Regions from separate parts of the Zea mays genome. Here regions 1 and 2 are each linked to region 3. Evidence: chromatin contacts called from public Hi-C data. All regions are on one chromosome and are shown on one strand. Each heading gives the region's core, a stretch centred on a gene start, on an enhancer-like site or on the middle of the called end of the contact. The rest is flanking DNA. Distances are from core to core; before and after follow the strand shown.

Evidence for each region. A called contact is a pair of places that touch in the nucleus more often than the background predicts.
Region 1: a contact with region 3 is called in a Hi-C map of leaf, with 4 times the contacts expected there. The contact joins the promoter of LOC103626200 here to the promoter of LOC100382880 in region 3. A contact is called at or near these places in 6 of 25 Hi-C or Micro-C datasets (bundle sheath, ear, leaf and 1 more).
Region 2: a Hi-C map of endosperm shows a contact between it and region 3, with 6 times the contacts expected there. The contact joins the promoter of LOC103626199 here to the promoter of LOC100382880 in region 3. A contact is called at or near these places in 3 of 25 Hi-C or Micro-C datasets (bundle sheath, endosperm and leaf).

What each region holds. Positions count from the first base shown.
Region 1 is chr5:33,676,996-33,680,004 of Zm-B73-REFERENCE-NAM-5.0, reverse strand. LOC103626200 reads left to right here and starts at 1,364. Exons shown (of 4, transcript XM_008646599.2): 1 at 1,364-1,836; 2 at 1,957-2,336; 3 at 2,455-2,533; 4 at 2,697-3,009. The coding sequence starts at 1,674.
Region 2 is chr5:33,655,033-33,657,884 of Zm-B73-REFERENCE-NAM-5.0, reverse strand. LOC103626199 (UDP-glycosyltransferase 86A1) reads right to left here and starts at 1,525. Exons shown (of 2, transcript XM_008646598.4): 1 at 413-1,525; 2 at 1-296. The coding sequence starts at 992.
Region 3 is chr5:33,505,794-33,508,592 of Zm-B73-REFERENCE-NAM-5.0, reverse strand. It overlaps LOC100382880 (Cell division cycle protein 48), which reads left to right and starts at 1,287. Exons shown (of 9, transcript NM_001328004.1): 1 at 1,287-1,424; 2 at 1,574-1,736; 3 at 2,456-2,684. The coding sequence starts at 1,384.

The DNA of each region.
Region 1 (3,009 bases), core at 115-2,614, 170 kb before region 3:
GCATCCCAACCTCATCTATTCTCGTTATTCAAGATGAACAACGAGACATATATCTTGAAGAATATACTTGAGTTATAAGGGATAACGACTTTGACAGATGTCATCGTCAGGGGGAGCGAATGATTATATTGATCACAGTCGTGAGACAATAAATGTCATATTCTATGCTCTGAAGGCATCAGCCAGTTTGATCAATATGTGGACCTTTATGAAAGTTTCTATCAGATATGTAGATCTAGTCGATCGAACACAACCAGTCGAAGTGGCTTATTTATGTTGATACGTGCACTTACCTCATGTATCCTAGAAGTGAGTTGATGTGAGAGTCTTGAAATAATCCTTGCAAGGATATGCAATCTGTTTGCTAAATCTATATGTGCATATACTCCAGAAGAAAATGTTTTGCCATATCGATACAGTTTTGCAAGGATCATGGGGAGCACATTTCTAAAATTAGCCCTTGTAGAAGATTCGATAGAATCTAGATCCCAGAAGATCTAAATCTGTCCTGATGACAGCTGTTGTACTCTTTTTCCCTTGGTGAGTTTTCTTGAAGTTTCTCACATGAGGTTTTTAACGAGGCAACAAAGTGCAAATGCAATATGTATCACCATGCACCCTTTCTTCATATTTTTCCCACTGGGGTTTTCAGAGTTTTAACGAGGCATGTGTTGGTCACGGTATTCGCCCAAGGGGGAGTGTTAAGTAACCCTAGTTAGGATTATGTGGGCAAATACTTGCTTTGCCTCTAAGGAGTCTCACATCTCTATATAAGGAATCTGTACACCCCCTCATAAGATAGAGAAGAGAAAAGAGACCAAAGGCTCAACCCTATATCGTGTCTCGTGTGTTTCCTCTGTCGTGCTTCTGGGAAGGGATACGTATCTTTCATGACTTCTCGCGCCTAATCTGCTGACGGGAGGAAAGAGAGCGGATCTAATGATCCGTGGTAACGTAGTTCTTAACCCAACTCACTCGGCGATGAAGCCATGCGTCTGCAAAGGTGGCTTGCCTGGACTGGGCCTGGGCCGTTCCGAGGGCTACGCGAACGGCCGTGGCCACAGGCCGCACGACCAAACGTGTGCGCTACGGCGTCGTCGGCACAGGCACTTAAAGCCGCACACGATTTTTCATTGCCTAAAGTATCTGTGATCGGTGACAACTGTCACGATTTTTTACTCTCTTTTTTCGTTGCGATGCACTTAAAGTGAACAGCTGTTTCTTTTACCATATACTAACTATTATTAGTACTGTACTACTCAGTTATTACCCTCCGATACAAAATCCCATGCCATGCGTGACGCTACACCTTCCGTTATTAAACGGCACGGCCAAGGAAACAACAAGAGGAAACCTTGGACGCAGACACGTCCCCATCCACTGCATGCAGCAGCAGTCCGCGGTCAGCAAGCAACTTGGCAGCACCGCGCCGCCGCAGCCCCTCCGCCACGCCAGCCATCAGTCCATCACTGCGCGTCTGCCCCTTGCGCAGTTGCGCTCGCGGCCCGCCCGCACGGTCCCGCCGCCTATTTATCAACGCCGCCCCCACCCGCCACTCTCTCCCCTCTGTCCCAGAACGCGCCCCAGCCTCCCACCTAGAACTCCGCGCCCAGCGCTTTCCGTAACCACCACCACCACAGCGGGCACAGTGACAGGTTGAGGAGACGGCCGCCATGGGAGAGGAGAAGAAGACGGGCAAGGGCGGCGGCGGCGGCGGCGGCGACAAGAAGAAGGACGCCGGCGCTGGGGCCGCGCCGCAGCCCATCGTGTTGAAGGTCGACTTGCATTGCGCCGGCTGCGCCAACAAGGTCCGCAAGGCCATCAAGCGCGCACCAGGTGCGTACGGGTTGCCGGCGGTTACGCAGTCCTCTTCTTGCGGTGGGGGGGGGGGGGGGGGGGGGGGAGTTGTTTGTTCCTGACCGTTCGTTCGACTGCTCTGTGGCCGCGCGCGTGCAGGCGTGGAGTCGGTGACGCCGGACATGGCGGCGGGCAAGGTGGTCGTGACCGGTCCGGCGGACGCGGTGCAGCTCAAGGAGCGCATCGAGGCTAGGGCCAAGAAGCCCGTGCAGATCGTCTCCGCCGGCGCCGGTTCGCCCAAGAAGGACAAGGAGAAGAAAGCTGACGGCGGCGAGAAAAATGCGGCCAAAGAGAAGGGCGGCGGCGATGCAGAGAAGAAGAAGGCCGACAAGAAGAAGGGAGGCGGTGATGGAGGAGAGAAAAATGCCGACAAGAAGAAGGGCGGCGGCGGCGGCGATAAGAAGGCCGACAAGGAGAAGGGCACTGGCAAACCCAAGGAGGAAGAGGAGGAGGAGGAGAAGCCCAAGGAACCCAAGGAGGTAAGTGACTTATACTTGCCGATTATTATTCAAGTCCCGTGCGGCGGTGATCCTCGTCGCCGTCTGCCTCCTTGTCCTTGGTCTGCAACTGGACGACATGCTCTGGTTTCTGTTCCAGGAGACGGTTACGCTCAAGATCCAACTGCACTGCGACGGCTGCATGGACCGCATCAAGCGCCGCATCTGCAAGATCAAAGGTGGGGATTCCGTTCCTTGGCGCCGCGGTTTTGTTCCCCCCATCGACCCCCCACGCGTATCACCAAGGCCCAGCCAAAAGACAGCGTGCCTTTTCGTCGAGGTTTAGGGGAGTATTTAATTTAATACCAGGCCTGACAATTTTGTGCGTTGATTCCATTCCAGGTGTGAAGGATGTGGCGTTCGACGCCGCCAAGGACCTGGTGAAGGTGACGGGCACCATGGACGCCGCCGTTCTGCCGGCGTACCTCAGGGAGAAGCTCAGCCGGGACGTCGAAGTCGTCGCGCCCGGCAAGAAGGACGGCGGCGGCGGCGGCGACAAGAAGGGCAAGGGCGCAGGAGACGGGGCAGAGAAGAAGAACAAGAAGAAGGACGGTGGGGCCGAGGGGAAGAACGATAGAGCCGCGGCCGCGGCCGCGGCCGCCGCCTCCGCATCGGTGGCGCCGATTCCCTTGGCCGACGCCGGCGGCATGTACCT
Region 2 (2,852 bases), core at 276-2,775, 150 kb before region 3:
GCAGTCGGACTCCGCCCACATGGACGTGGCCACGGCGCTGCGCGCGAAGCCCGCCGGGAGGATGGGCCCCACGGCGTAGAAGGGCCTGTAGGCGCGCAGCGCCGCGATGGTCGACGGCTCCAGCTCCTCCACGGTGTTGCAGAGCACGTAGTCGGCGCCGCGGGCCTCGTCGAACGCCTTGAAGATGATGCGGTGGACGATGGAGGTGGTGTCCGTCTCCTGCAGGTACGACATGAGCTCGCTCGGCTCGATGGCCGCCACGCCCGGGATGTAGGTGATCGTGTCCTTGCGAGGCTCTGCACATCGATGATGCATGGAATTGGGACGGACATCAGCGAAACAAACATGGCCTGTTTTGCCACGATCGACCAAGATGGCATATGCACGACGCTGTTTGTGTGTGTGTGGTTACCGTTGCATCTAAAGTGTCCGTTCTGGGTGAGCAAGTCGATGTGGTAGTAGAGGTTGAAGATGAGCGCCGGCTCGGTCCAGAACGACACATACGCGATGCCGAGGCGCCTGGCCAGAGTGGCGGGCCACACGAAGAAGGTGTCGGCGACGAGGAACGTGGCTCTGGGTTCGACGACGACGCGGCGGAGCAGCTGCTCGACGTGCGCGGGCAGCGCGTGGAACAGAGCGCCCATGAAGTCGTCGTGGTTGAGCGACCGGTCGAAGCCCACGGGGAGGCCGTCGCTCACCAGCGCGTATGACACGTCGCCCAGCGGCGGCGGCGGCGGCCCCTCCTCCTGCGCCCGAGCGCGCGCGGCCGCGAAGGGGTCGTACCCGTCCGGGTCCACGCCCAGCGCGCGCGCCGTCTGGTCGTGCACGGCCTCCGTGCTAACGAAGGTGACGGCGAAGCCCCGCGCCGCGAGCCGCAGCGCCAGGTGCACCACGGGGATGACGTGGCCCTGCAGCGGGTACGCCACCACCACCGCGTGCGGCTTGCCGCCATGCCTCCTCGTGTCTACTACGCCGGCGGCCCCTTGCGCCATTTCCTCCTCGTCGTCCTAGCGTAGCGAGCACGCTCTGGTGGTCAGGCGCGACGCGATGCTCAATTTCAGTGCAGGTGGTTCACTAGTGGACATCAGCTCTCGCCTCAAGAGACGACCCGGCCCGGTGGTCGTCAAGTCAACAGCGGCATCCATCACTGTCGCATTAGCCACCGGCCGGCGCCCGGCGGCCTTGCGGTTGGTTCTCCATGTTCATTATTACCCCTATACCATTTCTTAATAGATTGTTAAAGATGGACATCATGCACGTGCTACCAGCTGATACGGGAGTAGATAATAATTATTAGACATTAGTTATAGAGTAGCTAGACGATGGATGGCCTAAACTTTAGGCCACAAATCATAGTGGAAAGGTAGATGATAAATACCGACGTGTATACATCAGCTTTTATAGTACTACTACACCATCGCCTGAAAGAGAGTACATGGCAGCATTTAATGTTGGAAAGTGTCCAAATTACACTTCCCTCAAATTTAGACAAGGACGTTTGGTTAGTTTTGCTCCGTCCAACTAATATTATATAGTGTTTGGTTCCCAAGAAAGTTGAGATAGAGCGGCTCTGTACCATAGAGTAGCTCCGTCCAGAATATTTTGAGGAGCCCAATTATTCAGCATTTGAGTATAATATTTTTAGAGTTGTCCTATGCCAACCCAAATAATAACAACAAATTAAGAACGAAGTGGCTTCGTACCATCATACTATATACCATCATACTATAGAACCAAACACTACCTTAGTTTGTTCCATCAACAAGATTTTTTTATGACTCCATGTACGGTCAAGTTTTAAATTTTAAAATTTGTGAGGTGATAATGAACATCACAATTTATATTAAAAACATCTTTAGTTTTCATTAGTATCTTTACACACTATGACATTGGATTAAAAAATAAGTACTAAAATACAAAATCATACAAAAATGATGAAAAATTCACAATGCGTTTGTTGAGCACCAGATTTGGCACCTAAACGCCCGAACGGTCCGGCCGTTTGGCTTGGACGATACGCGAGAGTAGCCCAAACCGTCAACAATCAAATTAGTTCAGACTTGAATCCTTATCCCGTGCGTGATTATCCTAACCTATCCACGAAATGTATTGTATCTCGCCAAGGAACGGTCTAGACCTCACCCTATATATATGAAGAGATACGGCCGATTGAAAGACACAAAAATCAATTTATCAAACCACTTTTACCTTAAGCAATAGGCATTGCTGCTAAGTATGGGAGTGTCGCTTGCTTTGGTAAGGTTAGTGTAGGAAACGAGTGACGCCTAAGAGCGGGGGTGAATTAGGACTTCTAAAACTTTCGCTAAACTAGGCCACAAATAAATCCCTAGAGCAAAACCTATGCAAATAATCAAACTAGAATGTGCAAATTAGGTTTTGTCTAAGTGTTGCTATCTCTACCGCAATGGCTAAGTTTCAATCTACACTATATAAGTATGAATACAAGATTGAAACTTAAATGCTTAATATAAATCCAGAAACTTAAAGAGCAAAGTAGAGATGCAAACTCTCATGGATGACGCCGGTATTTTTACCGAGGTATCCGGAACCGCGCAAGGTCCCGACTAATCCTCGTTGGTGCCCCTACACAAAGGGAAGCCCACGCGAGGGCCAAGCACCTCGGTCGAGTAACTCCGTAGAGAGACGCGGGCCTTCTCCACGCGCAAGTGGTGCTCCGCTTCTGGCTCCTCTCGGACGCTCCCCGCCGTCTCCACTATCGAGCTTCCGGCCGAAACGCCACGGGCCTCGTTCCCTCCGGTACACAGTGGCGGCCGTGACACAAACGCGGTTGTCACGGTCTCGCAAGACTCGTGCCCCACTCGGTACAATTA
Region 3 (2,799 bases), core at 38-2,537:
CAATCCATGCTCAGGGGCCAAACGATCTGCAATGGCACATAACCTTCTTCCTTGTAGGAACCTAGATCTCGCCTCCTAGGAGGGACCCCATCGGGAGAAGAGATCTTAGTGTGCTCCCGGATCAGCAGACCACCCAAGTCGTTGCCAAAACGACGTAGAGTCGTCTAGGGATTAAGATAATAGGTCGAGCAAGAGATTTTGGACCAAGTGGATCTTGCCCCCGGGACCTTATCGGGGTAAGATCTTAGGGTCGTCTTGGGGTCGGCAGGCCACTCAAGACGTGTTTAGACGATGCAGAGTTGAATTAAGGTGAAGATATGAGTTGAAAGCTACAACTAGGCTACGCTACACATACGCCTAATACATGAATGATAATGAAGATAATAGATTGATTCAATTGTAATGTGTTCGGTGTTCTCAATCGGTCGTACTACTTTTATATTTATATGGGGAGGTCTGAATTCGTTCTTAGGCGAGATCCAACAGACTCTCACGGATAGATTAGGATAATCACGCGCGGATAAATACTCCCGACCGAGTTAATCAACGTGATTGGTTGCCGGCGTCTAGAGCGTGTGGCTCGCGCTAGCCCAAATCGGTAGAACACATCTCCGTTTCTTCTCCACGCATATAGACAGGTGGATGAAAAAATACCTCCGCTGTCTATTGCATGCTAGAATCATTTCATGCACGTAGTCAACGCTCGCGGTCAGGCTGGATAGAGACAGCCTGCCAACCAATCAAATGAAATCTGATCTAGATCGTCCAGGTTATCCCACGCACCGTTAAGGCTACATGCCTACATATCAAATATGGTGCTCAGCAGAAATAAAAAGATTTCAAACTGATTCATCAAACAAACCGCTCTTGTATACATGCTTCAGCGAAATAAAACTTGAGGAAACAAAGAACTTGATTACAGCACAGTGAAATTTGGATTCCATTTTTAGTTTCCTACTCCACCGTCACGATGATACCAAACTTCTCTTTGCTGCCGCTTCTGCTTCTGCTTCTCCAACCTCGCACGCGACGACCACGATTAACACGGTGAACATGGTCCCCACCCGCCTCTATCTGCCTCATTTCCACGTGGTCCCCACACGTCGGGAGGCCCATACACGACGGCCCGGGCCTCCAGGAGATTCCAGAATGATCACTGCCATGTGGGCCGTACACCGGCCCAGGCCCCGCGAGTCAGTGACGTACCCGTGACGCGGCCCTCCGAGTCCCAAACCCCTGCTGCAAGAAAGAAGCTATAAGGAAAGCTAATCCCCCTCGTCGAGTGCTCCGCATCTCGCATTCTCGCCGGTGCTGCTGCAATTAACGCCGCCCCCGGCCAACCACCCGAAACCTACCTCCGCCGCCGTTGTCGCCACCGTCAACATGGCGAGCCAAGGGGAGCCCTCGGCCTCTGCTTCCGATCCGTAAGATGTCGCTCCCTCCCTCCATCCCCGGTCGATCCGATCTGGTTGAGCCGTAGGGTTGAGGATTTCCGGACCCGATCTGGGTTGTTTGGTGTCAATGTTTCGGCGGTGGATTCGTTTATCAGGTTTTCCGGTGATTGTGTGTGCAGGAAGGAGAAGAAGGACTTCTCGACGGCGATCCTGGAGAGGAAAAAGTCACCGAACCGCCTTGTCGTCGACGAGGCCACCAACGACGATAACTCCGTCGTCGCGCTGCACCCTGACACCATGGAGAGGCTGCAGCTCTTCCGCGGCGACACCGTGCTCCTCAAGGTCTAATATGTCTAAGCCGAGCTTTTCACAGCAGCTTTGGGAAGTTGAGCTGGTTTAGCAGATTGTATTATCACGCGACCGATCTGTGTGTGACCGACCCGAATTCGGTGTATTCATAGTGCAGATCTATTAGAAATAACCTTAGCTTTATCACTGTAAAGTACTTGCTGAGTTTGCTGAGGGTATTTGGGCCCCTCTGATTCGCTGCTATAGTATGTAGATTTTTGCCAATTTGCATTCGTACACCATTGATTCAGTTGAAGGTTAATAGTAATCTAGATTGCTTTTATTGCTTCAGTAGCATATTTTAATATACTTGGTTTGTTATGTTCAAATATTCTCCTCATACATTTGTTATAGATTTAAATGCAACCACTCTTTTTGCTTGAATATCTCATGTTCATCGTTAGAACAGGGAATCAACACTATCTAGTATTATTCAAATTTGTGCTCGTTGTTCTGTTAGATGGAGATGATGGGCTGCATACAGAATTGTTATTTTATGATTCCTAGCATGATAATTTGGATGTGATGTCTGGACTTGTAACTCTACTGTGTACAGGGGACTGCACAATTGTATTGTATTGGCATATCTTTTTTTCAAGTCTATAGGGCCCAGCAGCTAGTTTGTGTTATGGCGGGTAACAAAATTTGTTAGTGAACTTTATGGCTACTGTCGTCCATGTATCTGTTTATCACCTTATGTTTTTTTGTTATAGGGTAAGAAGAGGAAAGACACTATTTGCATTGTCCTTGCGGACGAAACCTGTGAGGAGCCAAAGGTTCGGATGAACAAGGTTGTCCGCCAGAACCTAAGGGTGAGGCTTGGTGATGTGGTTTCTGTCCACCAGTGCCAGGATGTGAAATATGGGAAGCGTGTCCACATTCTTCCAATTGATGATACAGTTGAAGGCATTACAGGGAACCTGTTTGATGCCTTCTTGAAACGTGAGTCTGTGATCTTGTATATTTCTTAGTTGATCTATTTTTTGCATTAGCATGGCTCTGTGATACTTAATTTACATGTTACTTGAGTATTGCTCTATTCTTCTGTTGTCAATGG